Regions from separate parts of the Ovis aries genome. Here regions 1 and 2 are each linked to region 3. A link is a contact called in public Hi-C data. All regions are on one chromosome and are shown on one strand. Each heading gives the region's core, a stretch centred on a gene start, on an enhancer-like site or on the middle of the called end of the contact. The rest is flanking DNA. Distances are from core to core; before and after follow the strand shown. Region 1 holds the start of RPTOR (regulatory associated protein of MTOR complex 1). Region 2 holds the start of ENDOV (endonuclease V). Region 3 holds the start of CHMP6 (charged multivesicular body protein 6).

Region 1 (2,720 bases), core at 109-2,608, 330 kb after region 3:
GCATTCCACCTAGCTTGGATCAAAAAAAAAAAGTAATCTAGTCACTAAAAGTAGACCTACCATGTGGGGACAAATACCACATCCCAAGTTGTCTTTCCTCTAAGTGTTAACAGTACTAAGTATATCCAAAAAAGCATGCAAATACTTGCAACGCTGTATTTTCTAACTTGTGTAACTTTCATTGTCTGAATTAGAACTCCCTTTGAATCTAATTAACACTATCCAGTGAATAACTACTAACCAAAACAGCCTTTTCCCTTTACAACCAAAACTGGAGTCTGAAATGATTTGTACTTTTTAGTTGACCTGCAACATGTGTCTGGGAAAGAATATCGCCGCTCTACCAAGGACATACTTCTGGCTCTGAACTTTCTTGAAAAAACTACTCAAGTCCAAGGGGCGCCGGCGCTATCCACTTACCCGATCCTTCATCCTCCAGCTCTGAGCTAAGGATTTGGAGCCTTCGATTTTCTCACAGTGCCTCTTTTTCATAAAAGCCAAAGGCAGGTTCCAGTCTGTAAGGTCAGCTTCATCTTCCTCCCCGAGTCCCAAGAGAGGCGACTGCAGCATCTCGGACTCCATGAGCGGGGGAGGGGGTGGGGGAGTCCTGGGCAGCAAACGCTCGAGAACCTCCAGCCTTGAAAACTAGTGTGTACCAGAATGGGTGAAATAAGAAACAGAAAAGGGGGAGGTAGAAAAAGAAATGGGTGGAGAGGGTGGAGAGACCCTCACTCAGGCAAAAAGTCTGAGATTCTTCTAACTCTGCGCGGGAAGTCGGAGGGGGTGGGAAATGAGGGAACCAAGAGGCTCCGCACAGACACACACGCCCCCAGTTCCCAAGCCACCGGCTGCTTCTGAGGCCGTCAGTTCCCAGAGGGGCTGCGAGCGGAGCTGTCAAAGGCGTGCGAGACTCCAGGCCTCACGATGACCCTGCTCTCGGCCTCCAACGTCTCAGCCGATCAGAGGACAGGCAGGCCGCCCGCTCTTGATGCCGGTTCGCCGACTGGGCTGAGGTCTTCGGCCGAGGGGATGAGGTTCAGAGCGCCTTGGGTCTCCTGCAGCCACTCTCAGCCCTGCGGGTCGCGCACTTGCAGGAGCTGCTGCAACCAGAGCCAGGACCGGCCCATCGTGCTCGCCCGCAGCCGGCTCCTCAGCACTGGGTCCGCGCGGCCTGGCCGGTCCTGGCCTCCAGCCCTATGGCTCTCGCCCGTCTGAGAACGAGTCTTGAGAGACAGGCTACACAGAGCCGCGGAAAAGACGGGTAATGTGGGCTTATTGGGTTTGGGGAGTTTTGTCCTCTGGTTTCAAGCTACAGTGAAACTCCGCTCATCAGCACATCAAGGAGGACGCCATATTGCCAAGACCCAGCATGCAGCGCGATCTACGGCGTGGGTAACAGGCCAAACTTCCTCAGAGCGTTCTGCCTTGCCGCGCTTCCCAAGAGGCAGCGAGAGAAGTCTCCGCCCCCTTGTTACCATCGTTACCACAATTCAGCTTGCTAGTTTATAGCTTTTCGTTCAACAGATGCGTCACATCAAAGTCTGTCCTATAAATGAAACTGTGTCATTTAATTAATTTTGAAAAAATCTTTATTATTACAAGTAGACCTACATCCTTCTGAAATTAAAGGAATCGACCCCTTGTTTTTTCCAGATTTTGGAAAAGCAAAAGCTTCCGAAAGAATCATTGATAATATTACAAAGGAATATAGTATCGTACGCGAGGTTGGGAGGAGACGTACTATCCTCCACAGTATCAATCAGACTCTTATTTTTAAGGAACACAGCGAAAAAATTAATTTTGACAATTGTAATTTTTGTTTAATCCATTTATTTTCTGAGCGGTTTATTCTTATTTGAATGTAGCTTTACTTACAAACAGCTAAAAGCTATTACAAACAGCTAAAAGCTATAGATCTCTATGCGTGGATCGCCTCCTGCACTACTTTATTGCTCTATTCCGTAAACATTGCGTGTTTACAGTGTGTGAGAATGTGTCCCATGCAGAGGGAATATAAACCCCAAGGGGCATGCAGTGCCTGTCTTCAATAAACATAGTGCCTAGTGAGACACACATGTAACCATTAGATAAAGTAGTGGAGGGTGGGGGGTGCAGGAAGATCGGCAGGGAGGCTGGTCTTCCCCTCTGCATTTAGGCTTTGAGGTAAGGCCCACGTGTATCTGCATCTCAACTGTATCACTTTCCATGCCTGTGACAACATTGATCCATTCCTTAACTAGTTCAGCCTCACTTCCTTCAACTATAATCTGGGTTTATATAATACCCACCTTGAAGGGTAAAATTAACCTGTGTAGGAGTCTGGTATACAGTGAGTGTCCAGTACAATGCCAGCAATGATGGGTATATACCAGAGGGAAATCCAGCAGCCCTGCGTGCTTTGTTAATCTAAAAGAGTCAGGCTGGACTCTCAAAGAGACCCTCTTTCTCAGTATGGTTTCCTAGGGCTTTGACACGATGTCAAAATCCATATCAAAATCCTGAGGGCGGGTATTTCCCTGGGGGTCCAGTGGTTAAGATTTTGTCTTCCAATGGAGGGGGTGCAAGTTCAATCCATGCTTCGGGAGCTAAGAGCCACATGCCAAATGGCCAAAATACCAGAACATAAACAACAGAAACAGTATTGTAACAAATTCAATAAACACTTTTAAAACAGTCCACAAATAATAATTTATTAAAGATAATAAAATAATAATAGATAA
Region 2 (2,733 bases), core at 162-2,661, 440 kb after region 3:
GCCTGATGAACTATGGAATGAGGTTCGTGACATTGTACAGGAGACAGGGATCAAGACCATCCCCATGGAAAAGAAATGCAAAAAAGCAAAATGGCTGTCTGGGGAGGCCTTACAAATAGCTGTGAAAAGAAGAGAGGCAAAAAGCAAAGGAGAAAAGGAAAGATATAAGCATCTGAATGCAGAGTTCCAAAGAATAGCAAGAAGAGATAAGAAAGCCTTCTTCAGCAATCAATGCAAAGAAATAGAGGAAAACAACAGAATGGGAAAGACTAGAGATCTCTTTATGCCTTGTTAGTGTTATTTTTATTTACTATGCGATCACAGGATGGGCACTTAAGTGTTTTAACTGGACTAGGTGGTGACTGCTCACATTTGCTTTTTAGGAAAACTGCTCCGTTGGCAGCATGGAGAAAGGACCCAGGAAAGATTCCACCTGTCACCTACTTAAGAGGTGACAGTGGTACAGCCAAGAAGGGGCAGCAGCGATAAAGACAAGGGGACAGACTCCAGTGATTTTAGGTGGTGGAAAAAATGTAGTTAGTGTGCGACCAGCTGAGGGGTATGGGAAGACAGAGATTTCTAGCGTCTTGGGCAACTTGAGTGTATGTTGCTGTAGGTTCCTGAGATGGGGAGCAAAAGATGACTGCCAAACTTGGAGATATGAGTTAATTTGGATTTAGGTCACAGAATCTAGTCAGTTTTTGTTCCCCTCCTCTTTTCTTCAAAAGCTTTCCAATTTATTAGTGAACTCCCACAAGAGGAGAAGCGGGGTTCTACTCTGGCACTGTTCCCTGTCCAGAGTCCCGCCTCTCTCACTAACGCACAAGGGAACGCAGCTGTGCGGCCCCTGGCCAGAGTCCCCTAGGGGTTACCTCAAGCTCTGGGTAGCTGAGCACCACCAGGGAGGCGCAGGCGCTGCCACTGTCGTCTTTCACAAAAGACACGTCCACGCCCCCGACCCTCTGCAGGCCTGAGAAGGCGGGGTCCCGTTGCCAAGCCTCCGTGTCCAGGTCCACAACACGGGCCTTCAACGAGGCTTGCTCCCTGAGAGTAGAAACAGGTCCAGCGGTCCGCCCAGCCCAGAAACCCCGCACCCCGCGGTCCAGCTGCGGCCGCCCTCATGTGGATTCCAGGCCCGGGAGTCGAAGCTCTACTAGAGACCCACCTGGTCTGGAAGTCCCTCCCTCGAGACCCAGACGCGGTCCCGGAAGCTACAACCCTTTCGCCCGCAAGCCAAAAGCAGGCCCAGGACCCTGGGGCCCCAAGTTAGGGGTTATGAAGTCGGAGGTCCGCGGGGAACCACGTCGCTCCAATCCCCGGACTTTGCGCGTCCCCTGCCTCATTACCGTTTCCAGTCCAACAAGATTTCCTCAGGCGGTTTTCCAGCCGCCTTTCCGGCCATGGCGCTGCCTGGAGCACCCCCTTCCTGTAGCGTCACTTCCGGAGCGCCGCGCGCCGGCGCTATGCCAGCGTCGTCGCCGTGGTAGCGTTTGCAGAGGCTCTTGGACACCGCCATCTGGTGGCCGGAGGCCTAGCTGGGCATTAGCTGCGCTGGAAGAGCGGGTCTTCTGAGTTGGTCTTCTGACGTAGCCGCGAGCTTCTAACGGGATCTGAAAGTTACACTGACAAACACAGATCTGCAGGAGAAAAGCCATGTGTACATATTTTACTGAGTTTCTCCGCGTACCTGCTTACCTTGTGGCTTAGCTGGTAAAGAATCCGCCTGCAATGCGGGAGACCTGGGTTGGGAAGATCTCCTGGAGAAGGGAAAGGCTACCCACTCCAGTATTCTGGCCTGGAGAATTCCATGGACTGTATAGTCCGTGGGGTCGCCAAGAGTCGGACACGACTGATAGACTTTCACTTCTACACGTACAGGGAGGGGACCTTTCACTAGAGAGTGAAGACCCAAAGAAGTGGCCAGAACTAAAGCTTTATACCTATTAGAGAAAGAAACAATGAATTTGTGAAGAACTGATAAGACAAGAGAGGTTTGGACTGTGCGTAGTAAATAGTGAAACCAGATCGAGCTTTCCTCACACAGCCTTCTGGACCCTAAACCTCCTGCCTCTGGTGATAAGAATGTCCCTCTCCTTCCTGGGAGGGGACCTTTCACCTGGGAGATTTGGAGCGGAAAATGGTTGAAGCAGGAGTGATTTTGCTGCTTCTGCCATTGTCTAAAATTTCTCTGGCTTTAGATCAATACACCAAAGTGCCATATTTTGGGGTAGCGTCCTGAACGCCATCACCAAGCATCTTCCGTTTACATGGTACCTTGACCTCAGTTTCAGTGACTCTTTTTGAGGACAGGACACAGTCCTTAGTGGGTCCAGACTCATAAATTTGACCTGGTGGATCTTGGTGAGCGGAAAAACTAAATAGGGACAACCTGGGGGGCATTGACTGACCCCTGCTTGTCAGTTGAAAGAATAATGATTCCATTTGCTTTGTGCTAGGTGTTGTACAAGATGCTGAGGTTACAGCTTCCTGATAGTAGAACTGCAGTTGTGTTAAGTGCTGACATGAAAATAACATGGGAGCCTGTTTAAACTGGTGGTAAAGGAGCCCTGAAGGTTGAGTACAAGAGAGCATTTCAGGCAAAGAGAACAGCACGTGTAAAGGGCTGAGACAGCAAAGAGGTTGGTGTATTTGAAGTACTGAAAGGTGACCAGATAGGCGGAGGTGCAGCGATTTAACCAGCGGTTTATGTTCTTCTAGGGGAATTTAGAGAAG
Region 3 (2,830 bases), core at 320-2,819:
CTGACTTGCTTCTCTTCTGTAGGAGCTGAGCACCTACCCTGCAGGCGGCGGACAAAGTGTCAGGCAAGAGCCAGAGGGAGGCAGGTGTGGCCAGGCCACCCCTTTGTAAAACAAGTCTCAGCAGAAGGTCCCGGGGCAGCGTAAGGTTCCTCAGCTCAGCTCTTCATCCTCAGAAAACATCAGGCGATAGTTTGTTCTGTGGTGTGCCAACTGAGTTGTTCCTGTCACGACCCCACCGATGTGTATCCTTGACAACAGGAGGAGAGCTTCGGGAGCTTCCTGCTTAGCCAGAGGCCCAGAAACCCAGGAAGGAGGCCAGCATATGTGGGGGACCGGACCCCAACCACAATAAAAACCCAATGACAGCTGATCTTCTCCAGTGACAAACAGGCCTCTTTTTCAAGGGGAACTTCAGTTAAAAAGTTTTATAACTTCTGGTTTCAGAAGCTACAGTAAAACCACCTCGCCTCCCCCCATAAAACAACCTGCCACTTGAATTAGTTTCTTTCTTAGTATCAAAAATTACGTACTCTTCCTGCAGAAACTCAGAAAAGAAAGCGAAGGTAGATTCCACTTACATTCTAGGCTCTCTCCTTCCTGACACACTTCTCTTACAAAAATGGGTTAGTCTCAACACGTCATTTCACTTAACACACCACACGATTCTTTCCCTAGAAGCTAACTTTCATATCAGTGCTCTCCAGAAAAAGATGCTCAAATCCACAGGTAGAAACAGAAACATCACCATCATCCAGAACTTTCGAGGGCCAGGAGTGGCCTGGAGACAAGGGCAGCCCACAAGCTCGGGGCCAATGGCTCGTTCTCAGGGGCCGCACAGGTTGTAAGTTTGACAAGGACTGGGAAGGTGTTGAGTCCAGCCTGAGTCCTAAGCACACAGAACACGACCGTCCCACAGTGAGAGCGTTTGCTTAGATCCCCAGTTCTGGGAGCAGCAATGATGCCCCACTGCCAGATCATCCCCTCCCCACGACCTCCCACCTGAGTCTGCCACGCAGGCCCCGAGCCCGCACCGGGTCGGGGCGGGGGCTGGGAAGTGGTCTGGGGCTGGCTCCCGTGGGGCTGGAGTTTAGAAACCCCACCCGCAAGCGCGGACTCGCCCACGGACAAGGTACAACCACGAGACAGTACAAGGAGGGCCCCGCCTCCCGAAGCACAGCTCAGCCACACCCGGACCACCTACACCCGCAGCGACAGGATTCGCTCAGACTCGCTGGGTACCGGGCCCGGACATGCTCCCCAAGGGGAGCCCACTGCGCATCGCCCCAGACGGGCTCCGAGGCTGCAGCCCGGGCGTGAGGCTGGGCGGCCAGAGGCGCTGGACTCTTTGGAGAAACGGAGCGCAGCCTGCCGCCGCCCAGCCTCGGTTTCCCCGTACAGTCCGGGGGTACCCGGCCCGCGCCCACCCGCCTGCAGGGCCCGGCATCTCACCAGGATCGCCTTGTCCTGCTCCGTGACCCGGCTCTGCTTCTTACGGCCGAACAGGTTACCCATGGCGGCCGGCCCGGCCCGTGCCCCGCCGCCCTACCCGGTCGGACCCGTGCCCCGCGCCACACGGCTACCGTAGTTCGGGCCCAACCCACCCCGCTACGGCGGCCGCGCGGGGCCCGGCGCCGCAGAACGCGGAACGCGGCCGTCTGTGGACAGAAGCCCCGCCCAGAGAAGGGGCTGGACCTGCAGTGGGCGGGGCTCAGGGGCCCTGGATTGCGCGGTTCAGGTGCATTTCCAGAAGGCCCCACCCGCGCGGTCTTCAAGACTAGATGTTCCATCTCCCACTACCGTGGGAACCCTGCAGGGTGACCGCATGGACCGCCTCCCGGAAGGTCAGAGATCTTGTTCACAAATCACTGCCCCGCCGGCTCGGATGCACAAAATGCTGCGTTTAGTGATGTTACAACCCTGATCTCTAGTGTCCACTGAACTGCCAACTAGGCAGCGTGCCCCACTGGTTCTGTCCTCCGGGCTGGTGGCCTGTCTCCAGGGGAGCCCATCTTCTGGTTCCATGGTCCCGGCAGAAGCCTCCACGGGTCATCGAGGATATAGGTTGGGGTGCCACCCACACCTGCAGCCCTGGCTTCCACTCGTGCATCTTGGTTGGCATGAGGGGTCCCAGTACTCAGCCCGGTTTGGTCGCCCAGGCTGAGCCCACAGCCCAGTCTGCATGGGCCCCACCACCTTTCTAGCAGTCCTGGGCAGGTGGGGTCATAAGATGAGGTGTCCGGTGGCACATGCTCAGCGCTCACCCCTTTCTGTGAAATGAACTCCTTGATCAGGAGCAGAGCTGCATGGACACCACTAGCGGCCTCCAAGTCCACAACAGTGCAGCTGGCAGAAGCCTCCTAGAGTGGGCAGAGGCAAATCCATATCCAGAGTGTCTATTCCAGCAGCAGTCTGTGAGAGGACTGCGTGGGGAGGAGTCAGCAGCCCTTGCTCTCTGGATAGATGTGCTTTCTTGTCAGGGGAGTTCTTTCCCCCATCAGATAACCCAGGCCGCTCAGCTGGTGTCCCACAGAGCAGAGATGAGCCTTCCCTGCTGACTCCACCTAAGTGCAGAGCCAGGGCAGGGGGAGGTTGTTAGGCAGCAGCAGTACCTGGCACAATGGTTCGGGCACTGGGGGTTGGTTTGCCAGGCATACTACCTAGACCCCTTCATGAGGAACCCATACTCCCTTCTGTTCAGTCCTGGAACTGGGTGAGAGGTCATGATTTTCCTCTAAGGTCCTTCCCATCAGATCTCTATCTCCCAGATCTGGCTGGTTTCTTAATGATCCACTGAGGCTTTCTGAGACTATCCAGCTTTTGCAGTTGGCCA

Evidence for each region. Hi-C and Micro-C count contacts between places; a contact is called where the count stands out from the background.
Region 1: a contact with region 3 is called in a Hi-C map of hypothalamus, with 4 times the contacts expected there. The contact joins the promoter of RPTOR here to the promoter of CHMP6 in region 3. A contact is called at or near these places in 2 of 16 Hi-C or Micro-C datasets (hypothalamus and liver).
Region 2: a Hi-C map of hypothalamus shows a contact between it and region 3, with 4 times the contacts expected there. The contact joins the promoter of ENDOV here to the promoter of CHMP6 in region 3. A contact is called at or near these places in 10 of 16 Hi-C or Micro-C datasets (blood, hypothalamus, liver and 3 more).

What each region holds. Positions count from the first base shown.
Region 1 is chr11:51,497,605-51,500,324 of ARS-UI_Ramb_v3.0, forward strand. RPTOR (regulatory associated protein of MTOR complex 1) reads right to left here and starts at 1,359. Exons shown (of 35, transcript XM_042256773.1): 1 at 421-1,359. The coding sequence starts at 582.
Region 2 is chr11:51,604,614-51,607,346 of ARS-UI_Ramb_v3.0, forward strand. It overlaps ENDOV (endonuclease V), which reads right to left and starts at 1,412. Exons shown (of 11, transcript XR_009595619.1): 1 at 1,347-1,412; 2 at 873-1,044.
Region 3 is chr11:51,166,009-51,168,838 of ARS-UI_Ramb_v3.0, forward strand. It overlaps CHMP6 (charged multivesicular body protein 6), which reads right to left and starts at 1,570. Exons shown (of 8, transcript XM_027974252.2): 1 at 1,450-1,570. The coding sequence starts at 1,512.